2 separate regions of the Mus musculus genome follow, and region 1 is linked to region 2. The links are chromatin contacts, called in public Hi-C maps. All regions are on one chromosome and are shown on one strand. Each heading gives the region's core, a stretch centred on a gene start, on an enhancer-like site or on the middle of the called end of the contact. The rest is flanking DNA. Distances are from core to core; before and after follow the strand shown.

The links. A called contact is a pair of places that touch in the nucleus more often than the background predicts.
Region 1: a Hi-C map of bone marrow-derived macrophages shows a contact between it and region 2, with 30 read pairs. The contact joins two enhancer-like sites. A contact is called at or near these places in 2 of 15 datasets of contacts at CTCF or cohesin (the NIH/3T3 cell line and large pre-B cells), 14 of 484 Hi-C or Micro-C datasets (B cells, CD8 T cells, the F1.1 cell line and 11 more), 16 of 115 datasets of contacts at active chromatin or transcription factors (the HPC-7 cell line, bone marrow-derived dendritic cells, craniofacial prominence and 5 more) and 1 of 9 other capture datasets (embryonic stem cells).

What each region holds. Positions count from the first base shown.
Region 1 is chr5:110,637,850-110,645,134 of GRCm38.p6, reverse strand. No RefSeq gene overlaps it. Among named protein-coding and RNA genes, the nearest start is that of Noc4l, 12 kb to the left of the region's middle. Within about 2 kb of position 5,429, at least 32 of the 459 cell types and tissues checked have an H3K27ac peak or open chromatin away from gene starts, as enhancers often do. A contact at or near this core is called in bone marrow-derived macrophages, where this site is marked.
Region 2 is chr5:110,471,585-110,478,419 of GRCm38.p6, reverse strand. No RefSeq gene overlaps it. Among named protein-coding and RNA genes, the nearest start is that of Fbrsl1, 26 kb to the right of the region's middle. Within about 2 kb of position 1,324, at least 9 of the 459 cell types and tissues checked have an H3K27ac peak or open chromatin away from gene starts, as enhancers often do. A contact at or near this core is called in bone marrow-derived macrophages, where this site is marked.

The sequences.
Region 1 (7,285 bases), core at 4,180-6,679, 160 kb before region 2:
AACTTGTCCCGCCTACAAGATGTACTATGGTAAAGGTGGTGTAGAAACGGGGGAGTGACCAACCAATGAGTAGTCCAGCTTAAGACCCATGCCAGGAGAGGAACCCCATTCTTGATACTGCCCAGAGGGCCGGAAATCAAATGCTGGATAGTCCAGAAGTCTAGGATAGAAACAAGCAGGACTGTCATTAAAGGAAAAAAATTCAAAAAAAAAAAAAGATTCCTAATTCCAAAGGATATTATGTTATACTCATAGCATAATCATTGTCAGAGACTTCACCAGCAACTGATGGAAGTAGGTGCGGAGACCCACAGCCAAACATCAGGCAGAGCTTGGTAAATTCTGCAGGATAGGGGAAGGATTATAGGAGCCAAAGGGGATACAGACACCATAAGAAAACTCACACAATCACCTAACATGGGCTCACAGAAAAAATGTACATGTCCTGACTTTCTTTGATGATGAACTGTGATATGGTAACAAGACAATGTGAATGTTTGTCTGTATGCATGTTTCTCTGTGTACTGAACGCATGCCTGCTGCCTGTGGAGGCCAGAAGAGGGCATTAGATTTCCTGGAACAGGAGTTACAGATATTTACAAGCTGACATGTAGGTCTTAAGAATCAAACTCGGGGGAGCTGGAGATGACTCAGTAATTAAGAGCACTGACTGCTCTTACAGAGGTCCTGAGTTCAATTCCCAGCAACCACATGGTGGCTCACAACCATTCATAATGAAATCTGATGCCCTCTTCTGGTGTGTCTGAAGACAGCGACAATGTATTCACATATATAAAATAAATACATCTTTATAAAAGAAAAAAATCAAACTTGGTTTTGTTTTGTTTTGTTTGTTTTTTCAAGACAGGGTTTCTCTGTGTAGCTCTGGCTGTCCTGGACCTCACTCTGTAGACCAGGCTGGCCTCAAACTCAGAAATCCGCCTGCCTCTGCCTCCTGAGTGCTGGGATTAAAGGCGTGCACCACCACACCCGGCTCAAACTTGGGTTCTTAATGTCTGAACCATTTCTCTAGCCCTGACAAAAGCATTTTTTTTAATAGAAGCATGTCCATGCAGCATTTGGGACATACTAAACTTAGAAAATTATAGTAAAACATCATATAGCCATTATATTTTTTCATTTGTTTTGCTTTCTAGTGTGTGTGGACATGTATCCATTCTAAGATATTCCCTCTGCATAAGAATTCCTCTAAGGGAATGAGTAGAAGTCAAGATAACTAAGGTGCAGGCCATCTTTGGATTGATACGATCTAGATGTGTATGCTGCAATTTCCTTTTCATCACCGCTAACTCATTTTCAGCCTTGGGCTATTAAATCTTTATCACTTTGTAAGGTTTGAAATAAATTGCTTAGCTCTTGAGTGGCCAAGCAATTGCAGGCCACAGACAGTTAATCTCCCCTAGTAGCTTCTGAAAAGCATTAAGAGTTTGATTGGTTTCTCCCGGGTTGCACTCTTTTGTGATCTAACCTTTGGTACTTATTCTATATACTAAATCCCAAACAAGGCAAGATTTTTTTTTTTTTACTTCATCAAACATTTTCATCAAAAATTCTCTCCAGGGTATCTGTATTCAAACCAGCCAATAGGATATCATCCACATAATGATAAATAATGGATTGAGGAGGAATTGTTTATGAATGATCTCCAATGGGTGTGGTACAAAATATTGACACAAGGTAGGACTGTTTGACATTCCTTGTGGAAAGACTTTCCAATAATATCTTTTTATTGGGCTTCTATTAATTTTTATTGGGTGACCTCTATTAAAGGTAGGTACTGAGAAAGCAAACCTTTCCTTATCACGTTCATGTAGAGGAATTGTGAAAAAACAGTCTTTAAGATCAATCACTATGATAGGCCATTCCTTAGGCAACAAGGAAGGCAATGGGATTCTAGGCTGCAGGGAACCCATTGGCTGAATAATCTTATTAATCACTGTGAGATCTGCCAACATCCTCCATCTGTCAGATTTCTTTTTAACGACAAATACCAGAGACTTCCAAGGGCTGGTGGACTCTTCTACACGCTGAGCCTCCAGCTGCTCCAGGACTAGCTGTTCTAGTGCCTGTAGGTTTTCTTTTGTCATAGACCATTGTTCAATCCAAATGGGTTGGTCAGTGAACTACCTTAGTGGTAAGGCTGTTGGTGTCTTATTAGCAGTGGCTTCCCGATGTAAAGTTGGATTGTCATGAAAGACCGCCGAAGGGAAACCCTCACTCAAGTCTCAGGATAATAGCGGACCCCCAAGGACTCACAAGAGACCAAACTTGATGCAAACCACACAAGGCTTTATTGGGGGAAAGCCAGAGCTCTGGGAACAACTCGTATCCCACGCAGGGGTAGGAGTCGACCCCAAGGGGAAAGGGGTCCCAGTTTTTATAGGTCTTCAAGGGGGAAAGGAGAAGGAGGGAGTAGGGGATTTCCAGATCTAAACAATGTCTATTCTAAAATGATTGATTTCTCAAGAAATGGGTGTGGGAGGGAAACAAGGAAAGAGTCTGGTGCAGGTGCAGTAACTCTGGATTGGCCCTGACTGTGGTTGCTGTGGAGATTTTCCGACTCTATCCCAGCAACCAATATCACAAACACCTGTGCAGCAGTGGGCACACACCTGGGTTCAAGGAACGGTCAGAACATTGGCGGACACACAGGTTCAAGGAGCGGCCAGAGCATTGTGCACCTCTATTTTTCTAAATCAGTGAAGCTAGTTCTGCTAACAATGAAATCTATTTTGCCAATTTCAGGGTTTCTGTGACCTTTTACACTCTGTCAGGATCTTTCAGTCAGCCCCTGCTGTATCTTATTTATGGACATCCTGGACAGTCTGAAACTGTCTTGGATAGCATTCCTTAACTAATTTGATTTTTTTGTTTGTTTGCTTGTTTTTTGTTTTGGTTTGGTTTGGTTTTTCGAGACAGGGTTTCTGTGTGTGGCCCTGGCTGTCCTGGAACTCACTTTGTAGACCAGGCTGGCCTCAAACTCAGAAATCCGCCTGCCTCTGCCTCCCAAGTGCTGGGATTAAAGGCATGTGCCACCATGCCCGGCTTAGTTTGATTTTTTAAGTAGGAGCCTGCCTGGTGTGGCTAGCTTCCAAAGTTGAAGGGATGTTAATTTGTGCTTTCCATTGTTATAACATGTATGATCTTACTTTTCCTATCTGACCTTCAGGCCCTGTAAATCTAAAATCTGGTGCTTTGCTTTAGAGGAGATGAAGTCCCAACTCCTTGAAATTGGATGTCTACCTCTTGAAGTGGCCAACCTACAGGCCAAGATTTCGGAGAGATAATGGTGACATCTGCACCAGTGTTGACCATTCCTTTGATCTCAATATTGTTTACTAGTATTCTTACCTTGGGCCTTTGATCTTCTATAGAAGTTTGCCAAAATATTGGTTTGGGGCCCTTTTCGAATTATCTACAGAATTTGTCTTAACCTTGTTATCTGGTCTTATAATATCTATTTTCAACAGTGGTGTTTAATTGTCCTGAGGAAGAGAATTTTTCCTGTTTGGCATTGGGGCCTACGAGAGCCCCCCCCACCCCATACCCTGGGAGTTTTTTGGTCAAGAGTTACCCCATTTGTCTGTTGTTGATTTACATTCCCTAGTCCAGTGTCTAGGCCTTTGTCACATCTCTTGCATATCCCAGGAGGCTTGGGCTCCCTTTTGGAATTAATTTGGTTTTCTCTGAAGCTTCTCTCTCTCTCTTTTTTTTTCTCCCAAGACAGGGTTTCTCTGTGTAGCCCTGGCTGTCCTGGAACTCACTCTGTAGACCAGACTGGCCTTGAATTCAGAAATCTGCCTGCCTCTGCCTCCCAAGTGCTGGGATTAAAGCCGTGCACCACCACTGCCCAGTTTCTCTGAAGTTTCTTTTGACATAACCTTGCTCACCACGATTAAGAAATGTTGTATGGCCTCAAGGCCTCTAGTGGCAGCTTCTCCTGTTAAGGTCATATCAGGTGAACGGGGTCTAACATCCACTGTATGTCTAATCCACTCTTCTATTGATGCTGACCCTGCCTTCAATGGTCTGATTACTTCTTTGCATTCAGCATTCCCATTTTCAAAAGATAAAGTCTTGATTCAGGACTTTCTTACTAATGGATCCAATGTACTTCTTTCCACAGATAAAGACAACCTTTGGAAAAAGTCAAGGAATGTTTCTTTTAGACCTTGCTTGGCCTGAAAAAAAAAAGGTTCAAGTCTTTCTACTCTTTCTGCGACTTCGTCTCAAGCATTTAAGGCTGCCTTAGCACATAACATCAAGCTTTCATCATATTCAGCGTCTACTTCTAGCTCAGCAAAATGACCTTCCCCAAGCAGCAGAACTTCAGAAATATTCTTACCTCTGGCTTTATTTTGTTGGGCTATCTCCTTTGCTTCTTCTCTCCACCACAAGCACCATTATAAAGGTGACCCGGGTTCTCATATTGCTTTTACCACATCCTTCCAGTCTTTTTGTTTTTTTCGAGACAGGGTTTCTCTGTGTAGCCCTGGCTGCTCTGGAACTCACTCTGTAGACCAGGCTGGCCTCGAACTCAGAAATCCGCCTGCCTCTGCCTCCCAAGTGCTGGGATTAAAGGTGCGTGCCACCACCGCCCGGCTGCAGTCAGTGCTCTTAACCACTGAGCCATCTCTCCAGCCCCTGTGCCAATATTTCTCTAGCGCTTGTATCTCTGTCATCCTGGTGTTTTGTTCAACCTAATAATATCTTTTTGTAACCTCTCCTCCAAAGCTTGCCCCCATGCCTCAGACTTCTCCTTTTGTTGCTCCTCCTGTTCCTTAAGTGTCTGCACCCCCTGCTCAGAGCTCCCCTTCACCTTATTTTTTCTTTATGTTGTAATCCTGATATTGTGATGTCTATTTTATTTTGACTGATTAATTTTAGAAGATTCTCCTCCAAGTCTCACTTCCAATTCTCATTTCTTCTTCTCTGCTGCTCATTCTGACCTGTGAAATTTTGCATTCTTTGTTCTAGCATCTTTTCCAGCTCCTGTCTCTAACCTTCATGTTCCTCTCTCTGTTATCTTGACCAATAGAATCCTGTACCTTTCGTTCCAGATTTTCCTCTAGGCTGTATTCATTTTCTTCTCTCTGTTGCTTAGCATGACCTACAAATTCCTTTAGTTCTTGTGTTTTCTTTAGGCTGTATTGCCCAGTCTTTTCTTTTTTTCTTTTCTTTCAGTTTTTCAAGACAGGGTTTCCCTGTATAGCCCTGGATGTCCTGGAACTTACTCTGTAGACCAGGCTGGCCTTGAACTCAGAAATCCGCCTGCCTCTGCCTCCCAAGTGCTGGGATTAAAGGAGGTATCTAATTTTTGTGATTGTCAATTTTGAATTCTCAGTACCTGATCTGGAGCTTCTTGTACCTTTGTCTCCCCCTGGTGTTCGATTCAGGACATTGCAGTCCTCTCGGAATCTTATTCGCAGGAAGTGGGTGGTGGTGGCTAACTGTAGAAAGACGTGGGACTTCTGAGCCTCTCTCTGGCTTTTGTTTGGGTTGCAGTCGGCAGCATGTGCACTGATTTCAGGCAGCTTGCAGTCGGGAGAGCAGGTCTGGCTGTTCCGTGTCCAGTTTAGACGTGGGGGATACAGGAAAAGCGAGCGCAGGAAGGCCTGCTCGGGGTAGAGATACCCAGATCAGCCAGCTGTGCCTGTGAGAGAAAGCTTTGGAAAGTTAGATTTTGGTTTTTTGTATTGTGTGTGTGTGTGTGTGTGTATGTGTGTGTGTGTGTGTGTGTGTTTTCAGTTGTTGATCCTCAGCTGTGAAGACTGCAGGCTGCTTCTCAGGCAGTCGTGCCCCAGGGTCCTTGGTTCTTCTGTAGGCGCAGGGACCCCCCCCCCCCCAAACCATGTTATGGCGCTGCCTATGTCCAGCTCAGGGCAGGGGCGCTGCCACTGGTTGCTGAGGTTTGCTTGGGGTTTGGAGAGGGAGCCTCAGTCTGTAGACCCCTTAGACCCATTTGGTGTTTAATTTCCATCCTGGTGCACCTTTAGAGATCAGCCCTAGTTATTTATATGGGGCTGAGGGGAGTGGATTGGGAAAATCTAATATACTACTAACTTATTCCCCAGCTATGAGACCCCTTGTTGCTTGCGGCTTCTCCCAGCCATGCGGTTCTGGCCCATTATGGCTTCCTCCTCCTTCTTCCTCTGTCCTCTTTCCCCTTCTTCCTCTGCCTCCTACTCCCTCTCCAGTCCCACCTTTTCCCCTCCACTGCCCAATCACAGGCTCTAGCCTTTTATTGGCAGTTAAAATGGGAGGTCAACATGGTATCACCTGAGGACGAGGTAGTCTGCTGGGTGGGGTGGGGTGAGGAGACTCTCTCGAGGAACCAGTACTAACATTTGAATACAAACAGTGTGTGTGTTTTCTACCTTATGTGACCATGAAGCAGGAGGCCCTCACTGAGGGCATCTTGACTGTGAATTTCCAGATCGTTAATTTGTTTTTCCTAGTTAGTATTTCTCAGGTATTCTGTTATGACTACACAGGCAGAGGAGAGGCCTCTCTGCTTGAGTCTTTTTTTTTTTTAAAGATTTATTTATTTTATTTATATAAGTACACTGTTGCTATCTTCAGATACACCAGAAGAGGGTATCAGATCCTATTGCAGATGGTTGTGAGCTACCATGGGAAGAGCAGTCAGTGCTCTTAACCACGGAGCCATCTCTCCAGCCCCCTCTCTTCTTGAGTCTTAGAGGAATGAATATAAGGGGCTCACTGCAGCCCCATCTACTGAGTAGTTATTGTGCGTTAACAAGTCTCCCTTTTCAATGTGCAATGGCTTCACCTTATGACTCTTCTCTTCCTCCTCGTCCTTTCTTCTTTGTCCCTCCTGTCTTCTACCTAGAGATGCAAATACTTCAGGCAATCGAGTCATACTCACAAGTAATGAATCCCATGCCCGAAGGGAGGTGGAGACACTTGAGCATCTAATTGGCACTTAGCAAATTTGCTATAGGGACGAAGATGTCAGTGACATACTTCCCAAATAACAGCCATGCTTGGTGCTTTGGCAAACATCCCCAGCTAAAAATGACTGCCCCACTAGAGGTTGGGGTACATGGATGCTCCCTAGGGAACTTCATCTGTTCTCAGGGTCTCACCTCTAGGTCAGTAGCTGCTAGAAAAAGCTACACTCTTACCATCACAGAGCCAAGCTGCTAGCTCAGGAATACCTTCTGTAGTCTGTGCCTGTGTCCCTTCTAGTACAGTGGCCAGAGTGCAAATTGCTTTGGAACTGAATATACAAAGTACAACA
Region 2 (6,835 bases), core at 75-2,574:
AGTAGGGGCTCTGGAGATCCGCTGAGGATCCAGAGGTCAGGAAATCCAGGTGAAGCTAGGGAAGGGATAAGTGGAGGGGCCTTCAACATAAGCTCTGAAACTGACCTTGGCTAGCAGTGGCCGGGACCTTCCTCAGCAGGTTTCCCGGGACCTGCCACACCTTCCTGCCAGAAGGGGCTTCCTAGATTTTTTTTTTTTAATGTATTCACCATTGCTCTCTTCAGACATACCCATTACAGATGGTTGTGAGCCACCATGTGGTTGCTGGGAATTGAACTCAGGACCTCTGGAAGAGCAGTCCGTGCTCTTAACCACTGAGCCATCTCTCCAGCCCAGATCTTTTTTTTTTTTTTTTTTTTAAGACAGTGTCTCATGTGTCCCCATTTATCCTGAACTTGTAGTTAAGAATGATCTTGAACTCCTGATCTCACTGCCTCCATTTTCCAGGGGCTGGGATTACATGTAAATTCCCCCAACACTTGGTTTTGTATGTTCTGGGAATCACGAAGAGCTTTATCTAAGAGCTTCATCTAAGCAATGCAGGCACTACTGAGCTATGTCATCAGCTCCTGAAAGTCCTTCTTAAATCAAGACTTGCTTGTCCATGTGTGTGTGTGTGTGTGTGTGTGTGTGTGTGTGTGTGTATTGTTTGTTTGCTTGTTTTTGGTTTTTTGAGACAGGGTTTCTCTGTGTAGCCCTGGCTGTCCTGGAACTCACTCTGTAGACCAGGCTCGCCTCAAACTCAGAAATCTGCCTGCCTCTGCCTCCCGAGTGCTGATATTAAAGGTGTGCGCCACCATGTCCAGCATTCTTTTAATATTTATTAAGTTTTTTTTGCTTAGCATGGTAACACATGCCTTTAATCCCAGCATTCAGGAATCTAAGTGAGACAGGCAGGTCTCTGTTGAAGATCTCTGTTTCAGCCTCAGTTTCAGGACAGCCAGGACTACATAGAGAAACCTTGTCTCTCTATGTGAACAACAACAAAAAGATTTTATTTTCTGTTATATGTATGTGTGTGCATGTTTACGGGTACATGCACATTAGTACAGGTGCCCTTGGAGTCCAAAAAAAGGACGTTGGTTTCCCTAGGATTGAAGTTGCAGTCAGCTGTGAGCTTTTTAATATGATGCTGGGAACCAAACTCAGATCAACTTACAAGAGCAGGATGTGCTTTTAACTGCTAAGCCATCTCTCCAGGACCTTGCTCTTCTCAGGAAGAAGAGGAAGCTCTCTGGGAGAATGAATCTGGTATGTCGTCACCACGATTAACCGTAGGCCTGTGTGAAAGGCAATATAGGAAACAGGACAGTAGAGATGACTCAGGGGTCAGTTGTTCTGGTCACTCACTGTGGGAGTCCACATAAGCGACATAACCTCTCTGTGCCCTGTAGCCTTGTCTGTAGGCAAAGCAAGGATGCCAATCATACCTGCCTCATTGAAGTTCCACGAAGGCATTGTTCCAGGGCCAAATACTTGGGTTAATCATTCCAGGACTTTATACCTGGGTTCTCGAGACCTGAGACCCTTGCATCTGGCCTCTATTCTTCCTTGTGACACAATTAAGATGAACTAGACTTAGGTGGAAAAAGCAGTTTGCTGTGGATACAGCAGGCCTCAGGCTACACTGACTTCACAGGGGCAGGGGCCCTACCTAGAGGAATCACTCAATCTGATGAATCAGCCTTTGCCAGGATACTGGGAAGGTATTTCTCTGTGTGTGAGGGGTTGGCATGGTCTGGGACCTTAAGTCATAAAGACAGTTAATTCCCTGAGATGAGGGCTATGGTGGGGACTGCTAGTGGAACCCCAGGGCTCAGGGACCATGGACACATGCCCAAAGACAGACTCACCCCTACCCACTGCCTCCCATTCTGTGAATGGACACACCAATTTATCAACCTCATAACTCGCTGCAGCTATCCCAGTCGAAACAGGGCTGGGATTGGGGATTGGGGAGGCAGACACATTCACATACACACATAAATAATAAATTTTTTTTAAAGGTTAAAACAAAAAACTCTGAGACCATAAACAACAAATGACAAGAGTCTCAGAAGTTGTAGAAATCTGTACAGTGTTTCTTGTGTGTGTGTGTGTGTGTGTGCTCAAAATCTGTATTTATTAAGAATTTAGAGCTGGGGGCTGGTGAGATGGCTCAGTGGGTAAGAGCACCCGACTGCTCTTCCGAAGGCCCGGAGTTCAAATCCCAGCAACCACATGGTGGCTCACAACCATCCGTAACAAAATCTGACTCCTACTTCTGGAGTGTCTGAAGACAGCGACATTGTACCTATATATAATAAATAAAAAATAAAAATCTTAAAAAAAAAAAAAAAAAAAAAAAAAAAGAATTTAGAGCTGGGTGGTGGCGGCGGCGCACGCCTTTAGTCCCAGCACTTGGGAGGCAGAGGCAGGCAGATGGGGTTGTGCGCACATACACATATACACAAAATAAATATAATTTTAAATAGTTTAGAAACAGCTCTTCTGAAGAATATGAGACCAAGTAAGTCTGAGCACATATGCATCTATGTATACACCAATACGGCTCAAAGAAAAACTTGTGTTCATACCCACTTGGAAGCCCTAACCATGCCTGTTCATCTACAGCCCTGCCAGCCATCTCAGAATCCTGTGTCCTACTCTGAGAGGCAGAACAGGGTGCTTTGGCAAAGCCTTTCATTTTCAGTTTGGAAAAAATACTCTGTTGAAAGTAAAGAGATACTGAAAAGGGTTTCACAGTTCACCATTCTAACACTGCTCACCGCCTGATTAATAAAGCACACACTGCCACCACAAATATCTTAAAGATTCGGTACCTATTTCCCAGTTCCTCAGGGCACCACTTGTTCCGGGGTCGTTAACAACCAGTTTATCCTCCCACCTCCTGAACCTGAGCTCATACCTGCCTTCATCCTTCCCTCCCTGGGGATACTATTCAGTGTTCCACAGATGCCCTGTCCTGTCTCAGGACAGCAAGACAGTCAAGCCCAGGTCCCTAAGACTCCTGTTCGTTCTCACCACTGCTGCCACCCCCAGACGCTGTCAGCCAGCCAGGCTGGAGAGCCTAGCCTGGTGTTCCCTTTTTAAAAAAGTATTTGTGGTGTGTGTGTGTGTGTGTGTGTGTGTGTGTGTGTGTGTGTGTAAAACCAACACTCTGGGAGGCAGAAAGCAAGAACAAGTGACAATCAGCTGATAGCAAGTTTGAGACTAATCGGGCTATATGAAACCTAAAGAAAACATCTGACTTATTTCATGTGGATTTGGAAGACAGAGAGATGGAAGACGGGTCTCGAATGGAAGTGTGAACCTCAAATCAGGTGGAGCAGGCCTTTGCACAGGTTCGGTCTGGCCATGACAGGTGGGGCCATGAGAGCACTGTGGTCCTGACAGTTCAGTTCCCAGCTTTAGTTCAAGCCTGAGAACTACTCTTTTATGAAATTCTGGGTTCTAGGAGTTTAGTTTGCTGTTTTAGGGCTCATATGCTCCCACAAGCCACATGCCTCAAGCTCCCAAAAACTGAAGTCTGTATAAAACCCTGAAGGAGACAGATAATGTTCCTGGAATTCTGCAGACCACAGTGGCCACTCTTCCCACCTAGTTTCTGAGCCAGAATTGGGTCAAATCTTCCTTTTCAAAGCAACCACCATGGAAGGCCACATGGCCTTGATGTGACCGTTAGGTACAATGTTGAATGGAAATTGGGGAGCCCAAGCAGGGCAGGAATGGAAGACAGTGGAGTAGAAGTGGGAAGGGTGTCCAGGCAGGAAAACACCTCCCGGGGTCAGTAAGGCAGCACTGCTCCCTGTTTCTGAGAAACGGGTCTTCCAACGTCCACCTGAGGCTACCAAAGCCAGGGGACGGCCCTGACCAAACTCACCCACGCTGATGCAAAGCAAGATGGCCTCCGACAGCAGCCAGGCTGCGTGCGTGGGAAGCTTGGGAAAAACGAGAGAGAGTTGATGGCCTTCCTTGGGGAGAAATCAGCTGTTCCTCACGAGGAGTGTGTCCTTCACTCACGGGCTAATCGCTATCAGCAGAGGGGACCTGGGAACAGTGGAACAGAGGCTGGGAGCTGCTTGCAGCAGGTCAGGTCTATTATCAAGAGGATAATAAGCGCTCATTCTAACAAAGGGTGCTTATTCCAGCCTGGGGACGTTCCAGATTCTCAGAGAAGGCTTCATGGAGTTCCCACCTCCTGTGAGTGGCCTTGTAGTGCACAAGCTGGGCATGAGCTGGGCACAGCTACCCTACCCAGTCCCCAACAGGAGATAACAAGGAAGAGGAGGAGGAGGAGAGAGAGAAGGAGGAGGAGGCAGGATATAGGAGGCACAGAGTCAGGTGACCCAGGGTCCCACAGGAGATACAGCCCTGAGCTTGGCCTTAGACTCTGGCACCTAGCCCTCCCCAGTCCCTTCCTGTTACTGGTGGGACTATATCCTCCCTTTAATGCCCAGCAGGCCAGGCTGCTCAGTACATGGTGTCCATCCTGACCCTCCCAAGAAGTTCACCCACCAGTGAGGATCCCAAGTAGCTTCCACCAATGCCACCAGAGCCCAGCCTAGTATAAAACCAGATCCACACAGCATAAAACAGGACTGGTGGTCCAACCTGATGCTACCCTCGCTGGAGATGGTCTGTGTATCAGCAGCTAGCAGCTGGGCCACTTCTCAACCGGCCCTCTCCAACTTTCCCTGTTCTGGCCAGTGCCCTGTTCTCCTTCCTTCTTCCTTCTCTCTCTCTTCTCTCTCATCCATTCACCCCCATTCACTCAGCAAGAGTGAAGGTTCAGGGCTAGACGTGGACAGTTTGTGGTATGAAACATTTGCTCTCAGTCCTAACCACAATGTAGTCAGAAGAACATACTGAAAAAAAAAAAGAAAAACAAAAACCAAACAAAACCCAGAAAGCATCCTGCAAAATGCCTAAGTGATACCCTTCAAATGATTGGGTTTCCATAAGGCAGCCTGGGAAAACCTAGAGGTCCATGGGAAAGAGGAGCCAGGTCTTATGTGGGATACCTGAAGATACTGGGCTGCTGAGGAGGGAGAGGGTGGGAAGTGGGAATGGGGGATGCAGGCAGTTGAGGGGTAGCAGCAGGCCTTCAGAGCATCGAAGTTGTCTCTGACTCAGTACCCATGGATAAAAGTCAAAATTCTGGCTGTTGTGGAATCCCAGGAATTGGAAGCCAGAGTCTGGGGGTTCAAGGTCACCCTCAGCTAAACAGTGAGTTGAAGCCCAGACAGGGATGACATTAGACCCTGTGTCAGAAAAATAAAGAGGTAGATCAAGAGGACACAGCATGGGAAGGCATCTGTGTCCTGGAGCTCCTTTCCTGCTCCTGTCCCACCCTGCTATCTGTCCCCATCTGGTGCCTGATCTCTCTGACCCCTGTCCATCTGGCTCCTGCCTCCTCTGTCTCCTCCAACCCCTGGCCCTCTCTTGCCCTTGTCTCTTGTCTTCCATTCCCTTGCTCCACAATTCTGTACTTAACACTAACCTAACGTTCCCTGTGCCTCCCCCAACCCTGCCCCCATTTTGATGCTCATTCCTTTATCCCTTTCTAATATCACCCTTGGGGGCACCTTCCTAATACCCGTGAAATATTGTGAGCGAGCTCTCTGGTAGTCCCGAACAGCTGACCCTTTGTATTACATGTGTGCCATTGACAGGTTCCAAGTTCCTCATTTATGTATCCTAAGCAGACTGAGCCCCCATGGGTCAGGGCTTAACCCCATCAAAGCTTTGTTCCATGCAGCCACCCAGGTTCCCAAAGGTTAAACCCAAAGAGGGAGGATCCTAACAGGCCCCAAAGTTAGAGTTCTGATTCAAGGCCCCATGTACGCTGTAATTGAATTCCAGCATCCCCAAGAGGAGCCAGGAAATGTATTCTTGCAGTCTGTGGGGCTGAGCTGACCAGACAGGCACCTTTGGGGGCCTTGTTACTATCAAATGGGGATTTATGGAAGCTAGGGCACTCGGCAGGTGGCCTGGCAGCTGGCTGCCCAGGGCTTTGCTCCAATTAACCTCTCTGGCCACAGCTGTGAGATGCCGGGGCTGGCACAGGACCAGCGGCATGCACCTCTCCTATCCCCAATCTTGCAGTTGGCACTTAGGGTGAAGTGAGTGTCCAGCCCCGGCCTTTTTTTTTTTCCAGGATGACCCCTACTGCACACTACTAATAAAACAGTGGCCAAGGAGAGTGGGAAGGGAGTCATGGAAACTGATCACCTGCTGACTGTTCCCCAAAGGCTGAGCAGAGTAACTCTTGCCAGTGGGTGGAGCAGACACAGAGACAGGCCTAGCAGTAGTTACCAAAGCAACAACCACTTGTTAATGCTTAATGGGGTCACAAGACAGCTGTGGGGCTGCCCCACTGACCCAAAGATCCTTAGAGAGCTCCCCTGGGCTTGCGGGCAAGAGGACAGACAAGGTCTAACTGTGTCTGTTTCTGTCTCCTGAGAACGGTAATGTGCCCTTCCAAACCCTCTGAAAGAGTCTGAAATGGGGAGGCTGGAAGGAAGACTGGCCTGGAAAACTCTATGTAGCTCATGCTGGCCAAGCCTAGCTGTTCTTTGTTTTGTTTTGTTTTTGTTTTTGTTTTTTAAAGAAAGATTGCCACGAGAAAGACACAACAGAAAAAGAAGAAAAAGGGGATTAAAAAGAAAAGTTGCCACTGTATAGACCTGGCTAGCCACCAACTCTCAGCAATATCTTTTTTTGTTTGTTTGTTTGTTTGTTTTCGAGACAGGGTTTCTCTGTGTAGCCCTGGCTGTCCTGGAACTCACTCTGTAGACCAGGCTACTGCCTCCCAAGTACTGGGATTAAAAGA